3 separate regions of the Mus musculus genome follow, and all the other regions are linked to region 1. The links are chromatin contacts, called in public Hi-C and HiChIP or PLAC-seq maps. All regions are on one chromosome and are shown on one strand. The core of a region is the stretch at or near the end of the contact, and the rest is flanking DNA. Distances in the headings are between cores, read along the strand shown. Region 1 overlaps Armc3 (armadillo repeat containing 3). Region 2 has its middle 21 kb from the start of n-TNgtt9. Region 3 has its middle 6.2 kb from the start of Gm3363.

Region 1 (4,819 bases), core at 1,186-3,685:
GAGGAGGAAGAAAAATGTACTTCAAGGGTAGCAGGTGTGTGGGAGAGAGAAATTGTGATACTTTGTTTTGTATCCCCACCCCCAAAATACTATCTCCTATGATAATGTCAACAAACATCTCTAAAATTTCTGTATAACTAAGAACATATGGTGGGGAGAAAAATTGAAAAGTTAAAGGAAAGATTGGTCTTTGGCTATACTGTGAAGAATAATGCCTTAAAAACCCTAAATGGGGGGTTTTGGGGGGGGGTGCTCAGATGTAGGGAGAACAGGGAGAGAGAAGGAAGATGGTGGGAGTGGGAGGGACGGGCAATCTCTCTCACCTGCCAGAGAGACCTAGGATAGGAAGAGGCCCCACAGGGTCTATGGAAGTGACTTTAGCTGAGATTCCTATCAGTGGGGGATATGGATCCTGAAGTGATCACTTCCTGTAGCCAGGCAGGACTCTCAGTGGAGAGATTAGGACAGCTACTCACCCACAAAACCTTTGACTCAAAATGTGTCCTGCCTACAAGATGTGCAGGGACAAAGATAGAGCAGAGACTGAGGGAATGGTCAACCAATGACTGCCCCAAATTGAAACCCATTCCATGGGCAGGAATCAATCCTTGACACTACTAAGGATATTCTGTTATGCTGGCCAACAGGAACCTAGCATATCTGTCCTCTGAGAGGCTCCACCCAGCAGTCAATGGAAAGAGATGCAGAGACACCCGAACCTTAGACGGAGCTTGGAAGATCTTACTAAGAGCTGGGAGAAGAATTAAGGGACCCAAGAAGACAGGGACTCCATAGAAAGACCAACAGAGTCAACTAACCTGGACCTTTGGGGACTCCCAGAGACTTTATCACCAACCAAAGGGCGAGTCTGGGCTGGACCTAGGTTCCCTGCACTTGTGTAGCAGATGAGCAGCTTGGTCTTCATTCGAGTCCCCTAACTAGAGCAGGGGCTGTCCCTGAACCTGTTGCTGGCCTACCCGCCTGCCTGTGGATACCTGGCCCCTAAAAGCACCTTCTTGCCTGGCCTCAGTGGGAGAGGATGCACCTAGTCCTACTCCCGCCCAACTTGATGTGGGGGGTGGGATGTGACACCCAGAGGGGGCTCCCACTTCTCAAAAGTGAAGTGGAATGGGGTAGGATTGTGTGAGAGAGTACTGGGAGGAGAGGAAGGGCTGTTATTGGGTTGTAAAGTGAATAAATAAAAATTTAAAAACACACAAGAAGAAAACAAAACAGTGCAACTAAACCAAAACAAAGGACGATGAGGAAGGGAGGTGGAGGCGAGCAGTCACCCCACCTGTAGTGACAGCCCATCCCGCAGCTGGACAGACCTCTGCCATTGTCTTGCTCCTTATTATTGTTTAAATGTAAGCTGATTCAGAAGTGATGTGTGGAGCCTCCGCTAGAACACAGTGTTGAGAAGTACTGCACAAGTGTTTACAAGACTCTCCAGTCAGAGCCATCAAGCCTCAAGGACACAGGAAATCCTTCTAGAGCCAACCGCACTGAATCTCCCCCAGTCCTGTCTGACAGAAGTCGGGGATCTGTCAGCTGAGAGGCTTACAGTTGTCACTTCCGGGTTTGAGGACAGCTACTCGACTCCCACCTGCAGTTGACTGAGCCCCCACTGTGGCTGGTGCTAAAGCCAGCAGTTCACCTGCTGGGTTGTGCCAATCATGGAGCCCGTCCCCATTTTCAGTCCTGCTCCCTTAGAGACCTGCTCAGGGCCTCAGCCTCTGTTTATGGAAGGAGCCCAGTGAAGAAGAGCAACTTCTGAGGCTTACACAGGGCTTGTTCTGTCCAGCAGCAAGCTCTCAGAGTGCCCACAGCCCACTCCCGAGAAATAGCAAATGAACCAGCGGACACCCATTAGAAAAGGAAATGTGTATTAAAACAAAACAAAACACAAACAAACAGCAGGGGGGTTAGAGAGAACTCACAATAGGATGCCTTTAAATGCTGAGTACCTCATACACTTAAGGAACAATTTGGTTTTTAAACATAGATTCATTCACTCACTACCTCTCTAAGATCATACCAAAGATGTGTCTTAACAGCTTAGCTAAAAAAAAAAAAAAAAAAAAAAAAAAAGCAAAAGCAAAAACCAGGTGTTTGTCTCTAAGCGATTTCAACTCTGACTCACACAAAAAAGAAGAGCACCCGTGTGTGAGTCATTGTGCTTCTGCGGGAAGGCAGAGCACGGGCGCTGTAAACCATTGCAGCTTCTTTTGTTGGTTTTATTTTAAAGTAACTTTAAAGAAAAGCAAACCACTGTAAGTTTTTTTTTTTAAAAATCTGAAATTAAAATAGATATACAGAGAGAGAAGGAGAGGGAGAGGGGAGAGACTCACTTGGCAAGGACCTCAATCTGCTCCTTAAGGTTGACAATGGGCAGTATCGACTTGGTCACCTCCAGCACATACACACAGAACTCAGGGTCAGGAGGAGGGTTCCACTCTTTCTCAGGGCTGCCTTCCGTGAACTTGGGCAGTGCCAGGATCTCTTCTTCCTCTTTCACTTTCTCTTCTTCTTTTTTCCCTTTCCCTTTCCTTTGAAAGTAAGCAATAATAAAACCCCATATCCTGTCGAAATGTCCAAATACTAACTATGCTCTGAGTCAATCTGAGAAGCCTCAGGGAAATAAGGAAAGGGTAATCGGGGAGGGAAATTAGTTAAAACAAAATACAATGTGTGTATGTATGTATGTATGTATATATGCAAATGCTATGACAAAGCTCATTATTTTGCATCTATATTAAAAGTTAATTTAAATTAAAAATATAGAGACAATTCAAATGTCCTTTGATAAGAGATGGGTATATAGTGTTAAGACCATACAATAAAATACTGGTTAAGAGTAAAAAGGGATAGGCTACCAATGCACAGAACAATTTGGAAGCATCTCAAAGGCATTATGCTGGCTGGAAAACATCAGTATCAGATGTAACACACGAATGATCCCATCAAAGTCATTCTTGGCTGGACCTGGTAGTCCATGCTTTTAATGCCAGCACTCAGGAGGCAAAGATAGGCAGATTACTGTGGATTCAAGGTCAGCCTGGTCTACAAGTGAGTTCGAGGCTAACTAGGGCTACATAGTAAGACCTTGGAAAGGCAAAAATAACAGAAAAACCACCACCAGGTCTCGTTCTTTTTTCCAGAGAAAAGAATGAGTTGCAGTATCAGGGCAGGACTCTGGGTTGGCTGAGCTTTTTTCTATTCTGACTGTGGTGTCAATGGCTGCACAAATTCCCTCTTTAAAATTCTGTAGCATTTTAAACAGAAAGACATTTTGTGGCATGTTAATTTAAAACTTTGTTGCTTGTATCGTTTTCTTTTTCTTTTTTCTTTTTTCTTTTATTTTTTTTTAAATTTTCCTCTGTGTAGCCCAGGCCATCCTGGAACTCACTATTCACTCCAAGCAAGCCATGAACTCAGAAATCTGCCTGCCCCTGCCCCTGCCTCTGCCTCCTAAATGCTGGGATTAAAGGTGTGCACCACCACTGCCCGGCTAATTAAAGACTTCAATTGCTCTGGGCACTCTGCTTACATCTGCGTGAGTAGTTATTCACGTTTACACCAATTATCCCTAGCATGGGAGGTGGAAAAGCTTGCTCTTCATACACTTCCATTGGCTAACACTAGGCACTAGCTGCTGAATTCCTTGAATCCATTTTCTGTTGGGTACCCTTCCTGCAAATAGCTTGTCCTAAACCTTTGACCCACCTCCAGCCCCGTATGTTATAATTACTTTCAGTATCTCCTGCTAATAGATAATGTCTTCTCTGTCCCTGGTACTCCTTGGGATTACTTTACCAGCCTTTTTTCAGGGGATGGCACTAGCTGAAAGGATGGAAGGACTGACAGAAGAGCAAGTGACTGCCTTAGGTAGTGCTGACCCAACAGAACTTTGGCTGGGGAGGAAAGGGTTTCAGCTTACATCTCTCAGGTGACACTACATCACAGAGGGAAGAAGTCAGGGCTGGAACTTCAGGCAGGAACTGAAATGTAAGCCATGTAGGTATGAGGCCTACTGGCTTACTCCTCATGGCTCTCTCATACACCCCAGGACTCCAGGGATGGTACTACTTACTGTGGGCAGAGTCCTTCAACATCAATCACTAATAAAAAAACATATTCTTCAGACTTGCTTACAGGCTCATCTGCTTGAGATCATTTTCTCAGTTAAGGTTCTGCCTTCCCTGAAGACTCAAGCTGGCAGAAAACCAACTAACATATCCTCTGAGAGGGAGGGGAAGTTCTCTCTAGATTGTCACTACAGCCCCTTTGCAAGGAATTAAAAAAAAAAAAACTTAAAGGATGCAAGAGTCTCTGGCGATGCTCAGCCTTCCCACTTCACAGCTGACCCATACTCTAATGGCCCCTCCAATGGTATTTTCAGCTTTAGAAATGTTTTCTCTTAATAATTGTCAAGGGGCAACTGCAGTAAATGAGACTCTTATGGCATACTCGTGTGGGGTAACATCAAGAGGTTTGTTGAAATATGCTTGGGTGGTGTTGGAACAAGAGTATTTCAGAGTTAATAAAAAGACCGAGTCTCAGGGGTCCAGGTAGGTCAGAACAGGACAGTGTGGGCTATGTAGTGTTCCTCAGCTCAGCCACAGACCTGCGCAGTGTCCTACGTGCTTCTGTCGCTCCTTCCCTCTTTCTGACTGACCTCGGTTCTACACTTCAAGATTTCTAGATGACTCTGTCACCTAGTCACTAGTGGCATGTAAATAAGAACATGAGTTTTAAGGTGTGGGGACTGTCACTTTAGGTGAACTTGCCACACCCTTCCTTGTATGTACAGATGCAG
Region 2 (4,819 bases), core at 1,579-4,078, 690 kb after region 1:
TCCCTAAAGCACTCTTTTCTAGGTGGCTTTAGAAATTTGATTTTTACAAAACTCCTGACTAAATAGAACTGTGAAGTCAGGAAAGGCTTCTATAAAGAAGGAAGCACTAAAGATTGCGTAAGAACTTCCAAGAAGTCAAAAACAAGAGCACAAACCAGGAGTCTAAAGTGTTGGCTATTGTCAAGCTATAAACATCTACACAGTGATGAATTATTTAATTTAAAAACTCTTACAGCCTTAAAAAAAGAGAGAGAGAGAGAGACCCTTTCTCAGCAACAGAAGCTAGACTGCTTTCTAAGCAGGCCTTTCAGGTTGCCGAGGTTTTCAGTTCTGAGTTCTGTGGACTATCTCCAAGTCAGCACAAGGTTATTTCATTTTGAAATTTGGTTTTAGGAATTTACAAAAACACAGGGAAGGAATCTCCTGAAACCAACTGGTCCTCACCGTGGGGACTTGAGCCACTCCCTTCTCTTCCCGCCTCTAGAAATTTGCAGCTTGCATTATAATGCAACTTTTCAAACAGAATTTCTTGAAAGAAAGAAAGAAAGAAAGAAAGAAAGAAAGAAAGAAAGAAAGAAAGAAAGAAAGAAAAGGGAAGGGAAGGGAAGGGAAGGGAAGGGAAGGGAAGGGAAGGGAAGGGAAGGGAAGGAAAGGGAAGGAAAGGGAAGGAAGAAATAAATAAATCTGTATTTTCTGCCTGGGAAAGAAATCTTTTTCTGAAAACCTAAACTCTATGAAAGTAGGAACATAGATCTGTGAAAGAAGAACTATTCAATGTAACAGAAAAGTTTCAAAAGTCAAAATCCGGTTAAGAGTGCAGAGATAAAAGTAACCGCTATGATACCGGTTTGAGGGAGCTAGTGTGCGCAGCCCGGACTTGGAGGTGCCAATTTTAGGGTGCGTTTGTCTTCCGGTTTCAAATTACCGCGGGATGGAAGACAAGCACCTGGGGGTGGGGGGTGGGGGTAATGACAGGTACCAGTGGCCTCGGGAAGGGAGACGACAGGCAGTGCTCTCTGTTGGAAAGGAGGACAACCAACCAACTTTATGCCTGGAAGAAAACTTCTTCCAGGCATAAAGTCAGAACAGAGCCCACGGAACCGCCGCCGGGCGATGTGGGTATCGGTCACGCCGGCGGCGATCGCGAGTGGCTAGCTGTTTTTTGCTTTGGTCCTGAGGGAGCGGTCGCCTCCTTCCTTCCAGCCTGAGTCCTTCTCACCTGGAGGGGACGAAGCCAGAGGCTCCGGCCTGGTCCACAACATAGCTCCGGGCAAGTGCGGGGCTCTGGCCTCAGGGTACTCCGGCTTGGAGTGTCGGGGCCCGCTAGCTCCCCGAGTCCTTGGGAAAGGGAGGGGACACCAGGCACCCAGGGCCTTCCTTAGCTCCGGCGAGGATGGGATTTGGAGGAAAGGACAACCCTCGTCATGAAAAGGGGAGAATTGTGAAAAAGACGTGCGTGAGGTTCAGGGTGACACTATGTCAGAGCGACATAGGGCGGGACGAGTGGCGGACGCGGCTTCTATCTGGGGGTGCCTCCAGTTACCCCAAGATCTACCGGGGGAGCTTTGATACCTCGGACGTAGGGGTGGGATGGAGCGACCCGCGGACCTGGAGGTCCGGGCGGTCAGCCCGACAGTCGACCCTGTAAGAGGTCTAGGCGGAGAGCAACCAGGGTAGAGACTTGGTGGCTGTGCGCAGGAGGAGGTGGCTGACCGCCCGCCCCCAGGTGGGATGAGGAGGGGGGCGGGAGGCCCGAAATCCCTTCCAGAAAGGCTCGGATCTTGGGGCACTGTGCTCCGCTATTTTCAGCTAGCACCCTTCTCTTTAAGGGCGTCCTTCCTCTTTTTCTTTCTTTGATCAATCTAGTAACGCCTCCTTCCTGCACTAGCGTCTGCCACTCACCGTTCCAACGTCAAGGACATGAACTCCGAGGGGTGCAGCGCCCGAGGGCCACTTGCAACCGGGTTCCTCACCCCTCAGCCCTGAAGGGCAGTAAGGTCCCCCAGCTAACCCTGCAGCCCTGCGAGGCACGTATAAGAAGGGCCTCCAGCTAGGTCCTGTCCCCTGCAGCCCTGCAAGGGCAAAACCAGGCACTGGGGTTCCCAGCTGGAGCCTGCACCCTACAGCCCTACCAGGAAGACAGGCCTGAGGCTCCCCCCTGTGCTCTGTACCCTGAAGCCCTGTAAGGCAGGCACGATGGTTCCCAGCTGGGCCCTGCACACTGAAGCCCCTCAAGGTATATAGATGGCCACGAAGGTCCCCCAACTGAGCCCTGCATCCTGTCCTGCCGCCAAGCCCTCTGCCCAAGCGGCAGAAACCCACTGGCACAGGTCCCCAGCCGCCGGAGAAAAATCAACCACGACAAAGGGCTGCACGAATATGGCGCTGTTGGAAATGGAGCCTGGACACCGGAGCAGCCTGGCTGGAGCACTGCCTCGGCCTCCTCGCTCTTCCTGGTGCTCTGGCTTTCCACTCCTGGGTTCTCCATCTGGCATCCTCTAACCCGCGGACCCTGAACAGTTTTTATCCTACTGTCCCTTCCCGTGTCTCCCTCCTTCCTGTCCCTCTCGGTTCCTCTTTCTCCATTTTGAGTCTGTGGCCGGCGCGTTTCTTGCCTGCTGGGCTCACAGGTGGGCCATTCTCTTTTCTGTCTGTCTGTCTTTCTGTCTGTCGTTTGCTCTCTCTCGCTCTCTCTCTTTCTCTCTCCCTCCCTTCCTCCCTCTCTCCTGTTGAGTGTGGGCTAGAGAGGGCGTCCAGGTGCGAGCCTAGGCTGCCAAGGGCCAGGGTGGCAAGCTGGTGACCTCAGAAGCCACTGTGTGCCCAGTGCTCCCCAGCAGCGGAGGGGGACTTCTTGGGGTGGGGTGCTGTTGTCTCCTGCTGCAAGGAGATTAGCGCTCTCTCTCTCTCTCTCTCTCTCTCTCTCTCTCTCTCTCTCTCTCTCTCTCTCTCTCTCTCTCTCTCTCTCCCTCTCTGTCTCCTCTCTCTTTGTCTGTGTCTCTGTCTGACCCGTCCCTGTCTCTCTGTCTCTTTCCCTCCCTCCTTCCTTCTCTTTCTTGTTTTCTGGTTTTGGTTAGCTAGTTGGCTTCCTCCCGTGCTTTCTTTTCTTTTATTGCAACTGGGAGTTTTGCACTGTATTTCAATAGACTAGGAATCAGAATCGTCTTTCTGGACAGACTTCCAGAGATGAGTTGTAGAGAGACCGGCAAAGAAGACAGAGATATTAATTCGTGTTTTTTTTCCCGTTAAACACGGGGACTCCCAAGCAGTAAGGTGGTTAGGTGTTTCTTTTAAATTATTCACTTTTTATACTTATCGCCTTTTCTCTCTCCCTCTCCCTCTCCTTCTCCCTCCCCCCACTTATCTGAACTCAAGAATGCTGATTTTGAATTAAAATTATTCCTAAATGGTGGTCCGTGGGGAGTTCTCTGAGAAGCAGTGTGATTTTGAAGTCTCTTGGCTGCGGGACTAGCGACAAGTGTCTTCCTGAAAAGTCTCATTGAGGAGGCGTTTCTCTGTGAGGTAGCTGGGTTGGATTCTTTGTTTTTTTTCAAGCAGATGATAGAAGCATTTCAAGTCAACGGAGGCAATGACATCATTTGCTGTCTGAGACATTTCTTTCAGTCATAATGGGGGAAGTTGGTCTATATATAGAAACTGAAAATAAAATAATTCACCTTTCCAACTATGTTTTAACCTTCTAGATTCACATTTTCAAGAACATTCTATTCTGTCCCCCTCACTCCAGAACAAAACGAAGGTGTTCCTCCTTTGTGTGATAGATTTTGGAATTCCTGGAAATATTTGAAAGATTAAATTTCTGAGACTCTTAAGAAAAAAAAAAAAAACCAAGGGGAATTGTTCTGAGCAGAACTTACAGGGTGTCTCATTTAAAACAAAACAGTTTCCTTGGTTTATATTGATTGCCTTCAATTAAAATCAGGTTTTAAGTACTTCTTTTCAGGCTATTTACAAAAGGGGAGAAAGCTCACAGGTCTTGGCATGAGACTTAGCAATACAGCCAGGCCTTGCTAAACTTAGAGTGGTAACTTCAAATCATAGATGTGAAAGCTGGCAGCAAACATTCTTTTGATTTGAGAACCTGACTTCCAGAATCATTGAAAGTAGATTAAAATGTCTTGTATGCATTTCTTCTGGTAAATGGTAAATGCACTTGCCTAGGAGTACAGAGAGTTCCCAGATGAGCTTTCTAAAAATGGGCATCATTGGAGAAGTCATTTTTGTTTTCCAACTTAATTGGAATAATTCAGTACTTAAATAAAGTTAATCCTATTAAGATATTGTTTCCTGCTCAAAGCAGTAAAAATTAAGCACAACTTATATGACTTTAAAAGGCCAACTTTGTACATAGTCTAAGCAATCCACATTGCTGAAAAAAAAGTGGCCAGAACATGTTTTCTGAGTATTAAATGTATTCAAGGTAGTATGCAGACAAGGGTAGTTTAAATCAGCATTTACAGATTACAAGCAATATTTAGTCTTCCTCATTTATTCTCATTTAAAAACACTCACTAAAAATTTTATTTCTTCCATTACATACAAGTTAAATTTCAGATACATTAAATACCAACTGGAGAAAAAGAAAACTTTATTAAAATGTTGATTATGCAGCTGGAGAGATAGTTAGGAGTGCTGGTTGCTATTCCCAAGGACCCTTCCCAGCACCCCCATCCACCTGTGACCCAACCCCAGGGGATCTGATGCCCTCTCTGGCTTCTGCACACATGTGCAGATACCAACACAGAAACACAAGGATATAAATAAGAATTTTTTAGAATATTGATTATAAACATAGAATTTC
Region 3 (4,819 bases), core at 1,105-3,604, 530 kb after region 1:
GGAAATAGGAAAGGGGAAAAAAAACCTAGTGAAGAGGCCCAGCTAGTCAAGAAGGCAGATGGCAAATTAATGATTAAAATAGAGAAAAAGCACAGTGATAATGCAATGCTGTTGGAGAGCAGGGAGACCTTTGTTTGCTCCCTGCTGTACCTGTGGCACCAGTGACAGTCCCTGACACTACTGGATGTTCACTGGTTACATAGTTCACTGGTTAGATACACTTGAAAGCGTGACCTCAAAAGATGTCTCTAGTGTTCCATATTAGGGTGCCATAATTACTGGAATGATCGTAACATTAATACATGAAATCTTAAATTTACTTCTTATGGAGAGATGGTCTGATAGGAATTACAAGCCTGTCCAGCCAAGCTGCAGACTTTGCCTAACCAAAACTTCCAAAGAAATACAAATTGATACAGGAGAATTCCTTGTGGGTAGCTGGCTTGTCTGAGATGGGGGGAGGGGATCCCACTTAAGTACTTCATATCATTTTTCTCTAAACTAGGGAGGTTCGCCCAGTTTCCAACCCTCCAGGTGTGTCTTTAAGAGTGTATAATGTTGTCTAGGTACTCTTCAAAGACTCACAGTGGCTGGCCATGAACACTCCTGGCAGTGCCACAGACTGGAGGGAACTCTGTAACTGCACATCAGTGAAGAACAGTGTGGGCTTCCATTTTCCTTGTGCACGTTAGGTGAGTTCACATCAGAGTCCCTAGACTGAGAAGAAGAAGAGAGGAAAGAGATCTTTTTCTTCCTTATGAGTTCTTGAGTCAAAAAGTAAAAGCGAGTTAAGAACCATTTTCCTTGTGTCCTGTGGTATGTTTATCCTCAACTCACAGGACCTTTAAGTAATGCTTTTTTTTTTTTAACTTGCTGATTCAGTAAATATCTGCAATGCTGTATATATTGCCAAATAACATACTAGGCTCCAGGGAAAAAAAGTGAACTCCTGTGTTTTTTTGTTGTTGTTGTTGTTGTTTTGTTTTTTTTTTTTTTAGTAGGTTTACAGGAAGGAGAGAAACCAATAAGCAAATACATAAACTGTATGCAAAAGGTTTAAAATGTCATGACTGTGGGAGGTAATTGGCGAAAAGTAGTTCTAAAGCCAGCCTTGAGCTCACATTCCGCCTTGCTGGTATTATTTATTTGCTATTACTTATTTGTTTTCTCATTCCTGACAGGTTGTATGAACAAATAGATGATGACTTCTTAGACTTCAGTTTCTTCCCACGTTTGCTTTGGATAGTCTTAAATCATAGGACCCCTAACCCTAATTCTAACACAGGTCAATTCCCTCCCCTAGGCCCCGAGGTCACATTGCTTCTGCCAAGGGTTGCACACCATCCCGAGGAGGCCTCATATTCTTTTTTCTCTTCTCTTCTCTTCTCTTCTCTTCTCTTCTCTTCTCTTCTCTTCTCTTCTCTTCTCTTCTCTTCTCTTCTCTTCTCTTCTCTTCTCTTCTCCTCTCCTCTCCTCTCCTCTCCTCTCCTCTCCTCTCCTCTCCTCTCCTCTCCTCTCCTCTCCTCTCCTCTCCTCTCCTCTTCTCCTCCTCTCCTCTCCTCTCCCCCTCCCCTCTCCTCCTCTCCTCTCCTTCTCCCCATCCCCTCTCCTCCTCTCCCCTCCCCTCCCCTCCCCTCCCCTCCTCTCCCCTCCCCTCCCCTCTCCTCCTCTCCCCTCCTCTCCTCTCTTCTTTTTCCTTTCCTTTCCTTTCCTTTCTTTTCCTCCTTTTCTTTTCTTTTCTTTTCTTTTCTTTTCTTTTCTTTCTTTCTTCCTTCCCTCCCTCCCTCCTTTCCTTCCCTTCCTTCCTTCCCTCCTTCCTTCCTTTCTTTCCTTTCTCCTAACACAAGATGATGGTGCAAAGAGCCAGAAAACTAGCTTCTGTACGCAATTTTGAGCACAAGAAAACAATAAAACCCAAAGATCAAAACCCTAAAGGGGACAACGGCCAGTGGCTCAAAGCTAAAGGAGAAGGTGGTGCACAATCCAAATCCACGCCCCAGCCTTTGCCCTCCTTCCGCCCCAGGAAGGCCGACAGACAAAGCCACCCGGTGAGTCCATGAGTAGGGGAACAATGCCCTGGCGCTCAGCACAAAACGAAAGTCCGCTGCGGGGCCCGAGGGGATGGCAGGCCGGGGCGCCTTGGGCCCACGCGTCCCGACCCCAACTCCCGACGCCATTCAAGCAGACACCGCGCAGAACAAGGTCAGCTCTGTGCAGCGCGCGGCGGCAGCGCGGCCACCCCTGCTCCCGGGAAGCCCAGCGACGACATCGGGAAAGGCGCCCACGGAGAGCTTACGAGCCCCACGATCCCCGAGCCAAGCGCCCAGCCGGGAAGTAGAGCCGTCCGCGCGCGGAGGGAAACGCCGGGTGTAGTGCGGTTTGTCCTTGCTCTTATAAGCATGCTGCTCCCGGAACCGCTGCCTTAGACCGAGTTCGGGTTATTTTCTGGCCAGGATTCTACCTTCTGTGAGCCTGAGGATCCGTCATCTGCGCACTCCAGTGGCCCAGCGGCCGCCCAGCTCCAGCTTCGGGGACGTTCTGGGCCTGGATTGCATCCGAGGGTGATTGCGCCCACTTCCAGGGAGCAGGTTTTACCAGTGTCTGTTCTGGTCAGTGGAGTGCTGTTCTGGTCAGGATGGTGAGGAGTAATGAGGATAATGCAGGTAACACTGTCTAAAAGCACATCACACCCTCAAGAAGGAACCTAGCATTAACTCAGTGTTAATACAGGTAACAACTCACAAGGATCTGAAAACATAACATGAGGAAAATCGCAGAAAAGATCACGACCAACTAGAGTCCATGTTTAAAAGCTGTAAACAAAGCCTTTGCCTGGCCAGAAAACGAAAGTAGTACACTGCAGGCTGGACAATAACTTTATAGCTCAAAAGCAGTGGTGATTACATCACAGTTGCCACAATTCACAGAAGTGTAATCTAAAGGTATATAAAGTTTATTCTGCTCAAACTGTAAGTAAAATAATGTCCTCAAAAGTTGGCCGAAGTAGGGTGTCTGTTTTGGGGGAGAAGCTGCTGCTAGGGGGTAGGTGACTGAGAGACAAGCTGATAGGAAAAAAATATTTACTGCTTAGGAAATTTACATGAGCCTTAAAAGCATCCTTCTCAGAACTAAGTCCTCTAAGAGTAGATTCACTCCAACAATAGAAAGAAAATATCCTAAAGAACAATATGGCAATGTTGTTGCCTAAAGAACACCCAGAGCAATTGATGTACTTCTCCAGATTTACTTAGCCCCACCAACCTCACCACCACCTCTGCTTCGTGGTGTCCAGGGCTGGCCTTTCTGCGGAGGGTTCCACTCCTGTTCCCTCCCTGACAGATAACCCCCAACAAATGAGGGTAAAGATTCAACCCTGCTTCCTTATAGGGGCCCTGATGGTGGAATGTTCTGCCTCTATCTGCCCAAGGTCCCAGCGCAAGGTGAGTTAGAACAGTATGAGACAAACCTTCACAGAGGCAGAAAACAAACACTACCCGGCATATCAGTCTCTACCACGGACACTCCCAAGGCTTGAGCTTTGCCTGAAAGCTGCAGAACGAACAGTCAGCTACACTTTCTCATACGTGTTCACTAACGTGCTACTTTGTATCTGTTTTCCTTTCTGTTTAGGAACAGTCAGCTGTACTTTCTCATAAGTGTTCACTAACGTGCTACTTTGTATTTGTTTTCCTTTCTGTTTAGGAACAGTCAGCAGTACTTTCTCACAAGTGTTCACTAACGTGCTACTTTGTATCTGTTTTCCTTTCTGTTTCTCCTTGCTCTTGATGCCCTGGGATTCCATCTTCTCATCAAATCTTAACACTTAAAATTGCCCTCAAGGTTAGCTTTTCTTTGGCAGTGTTTGGGTGTTACGTATACTTTCCTAAAGATTTCACAACCATGACAAACTTTTTTTTTTCTCTCTCTGTTTTGGCTCTGGATTACTGTCTCATTAAAGTGCTAGTTTAGAAGGCAATCGGTTGAGAATCATTGCCAAATATTTGGGCTTGGGAGAGAGATAAAAGTTTGGGCTTCTATTTATTTGGTTTCAATTGGTGTTTCCTCATACAAGCTAATTCCTAGATCATAGGCTCTTACATGCTTTCAACATTTGGAAGTATGAAAAGTTGAGATGCATGTTTGTGTAAAACAAAAATACTTTCAATTATGCTTATAAAACTGTTAATCTGGATCTCTAATTATATGTTTTAGTGCATCTTCACAAAGCTGTTTTGCTTGTTCTAAAATCACTAGGAGAAGATAAATTATGAGCCTTTTACCGCAACCTCTAGCTCACAGTGCTTTGCAAAACAATTTTTCTTGACACTATTTTAAATATAAGAGCATTAGGTTCATGATTTTAATAATAATTGCACAGGTTTGTGGCAACATGTTTATTGAAGATTCATCAGACACATTCTGCCTCCCACCTGGCTTGCCAATCATCTGTAATTTGATCAACAGTAATTCGAGATGGGACTCAGTAGGGTCAGATGTTAAATAGAACATTTCCACTTTTCTAACCACAAAATCCTCCCTCTCTTGGCCACTTAAAACCTGTTACATAATCTGCAAACACATGAATGTAATGATTTCTGCTGCAGGCCTTGGTAAAGATCACATACCTGCAAACTTGCTTTTCTATTGCAGTTTACTGCTTAAAATTCTAGCCTTGAAAGCCACTTAAAATACATAATCTGCTTTCATCTACATCTGTAGCTAGTGAATTGGTGTTTGCAATGAAAACTTTTTCTCTTATTGTGTTTACAATTTTTAATATTTGCACTTGAAAGCCATCCCATCTGAATTTAATTATGAC

What was found. A called contact is a pair of places that touch in the nucleus more often than the background predicts. HiChIP or PLAC-seq counts read pairs in DNA pulled down with a chosen protein or histone mark.
Region 2: an H3K4me3 HiChIP or PLAC-seq map of bone marrow-derived macrophages shows a contact between it and region 1, with 4 times the contacts expected there. The contact joins two enhancer-like sites. A contact is called at or near these places in 2 of 484 Hi-C or Micro-C datasets (bone marrow-derived macrophages and macrophages) and 7 of 115 datasets of contacts at active chromatin or transcription factors (bone marrow-derived macrophages, craniofacial prominence, embryonic basal ganglia and 4 more).
Region 3: a Hi-C map of bone marrow-derived macrophages shows a contact between it and region 1, with 22 read pairs. The contact joins two enhancer-like sites. A contact is called at or near these places in 3 of 484 Hi-C or Micro-C datasets (bone marrow-derived macrophages, double positive thymocytes and macrophages) and 8 of 115 datasets of contacts at active chromatin or transcription factors (DN3 thymocytes, T-cell acute lymphoblastic leukemia, bone marrow-derived macrophages and 5 more).

What each region holds. Positions count from the first base shown.
Region 1 is chr2:19,298,202-19,303,020 of GRCm38.p6, reverse strand. Armc3 (armadillo repeat containing 3) reads right to left here. Exons shown (of 20, transcript NM_001081083.2): 18 at 2,352-2,549. Among named protein-coding and RNA genes, the nearest start is that of 4930447M23Rik, 44 kb to the left of the region's middle. Within about 2 kb of position 2,435, at least 126 of the 459 cell types and tissues checked have an H3K27ac peak or open chromatin away from gene starts, as enhancers often do. A contact at or near this core is called in DN3 thymocytes, T-cell acute lymphoblastic leukemia, bone marrow-derived macrophages and 7 more, where this site is marked.
Region 2 is chr2:18,606,045-18,610,863 of GRCm38.p6, reverse strand. No RefSeq gene overlaps it. Among named protein-coding and RNA genes, the nearest start is that of n-TNgtt9, 21 kb to the right of the region's middle. Within about 2 kb of position 2,828, at least 210 of the 459 cell types and tissues checked have an H3K27ac peak or open chromatin away from gene starts, as enhancers often do. A contact at or near this core is called in bone marrow-derived macrophages and macrophages, where this site is marked.
Region 3 is chr2:18,764,661-18,769,479 of GRCm38.p6, reverse strand. No RefSeq gene overlaps it. Among named protein-coding and RNA genes, the nearest start is that of Gm3363, 6.2 kb to the right of the region's middle. Within about 2 kb of position 2,354, at least 399 of the 459 cell types and tissues checked have an H3K27ac peak or open chromatin away from gene starts, as enhancers often do. A contact at or near this core is called in DN3 thymocytes, T-cell acute lymphoblastic leukemia, bone marrow-derived macrophages and 7 more, where this site is marked.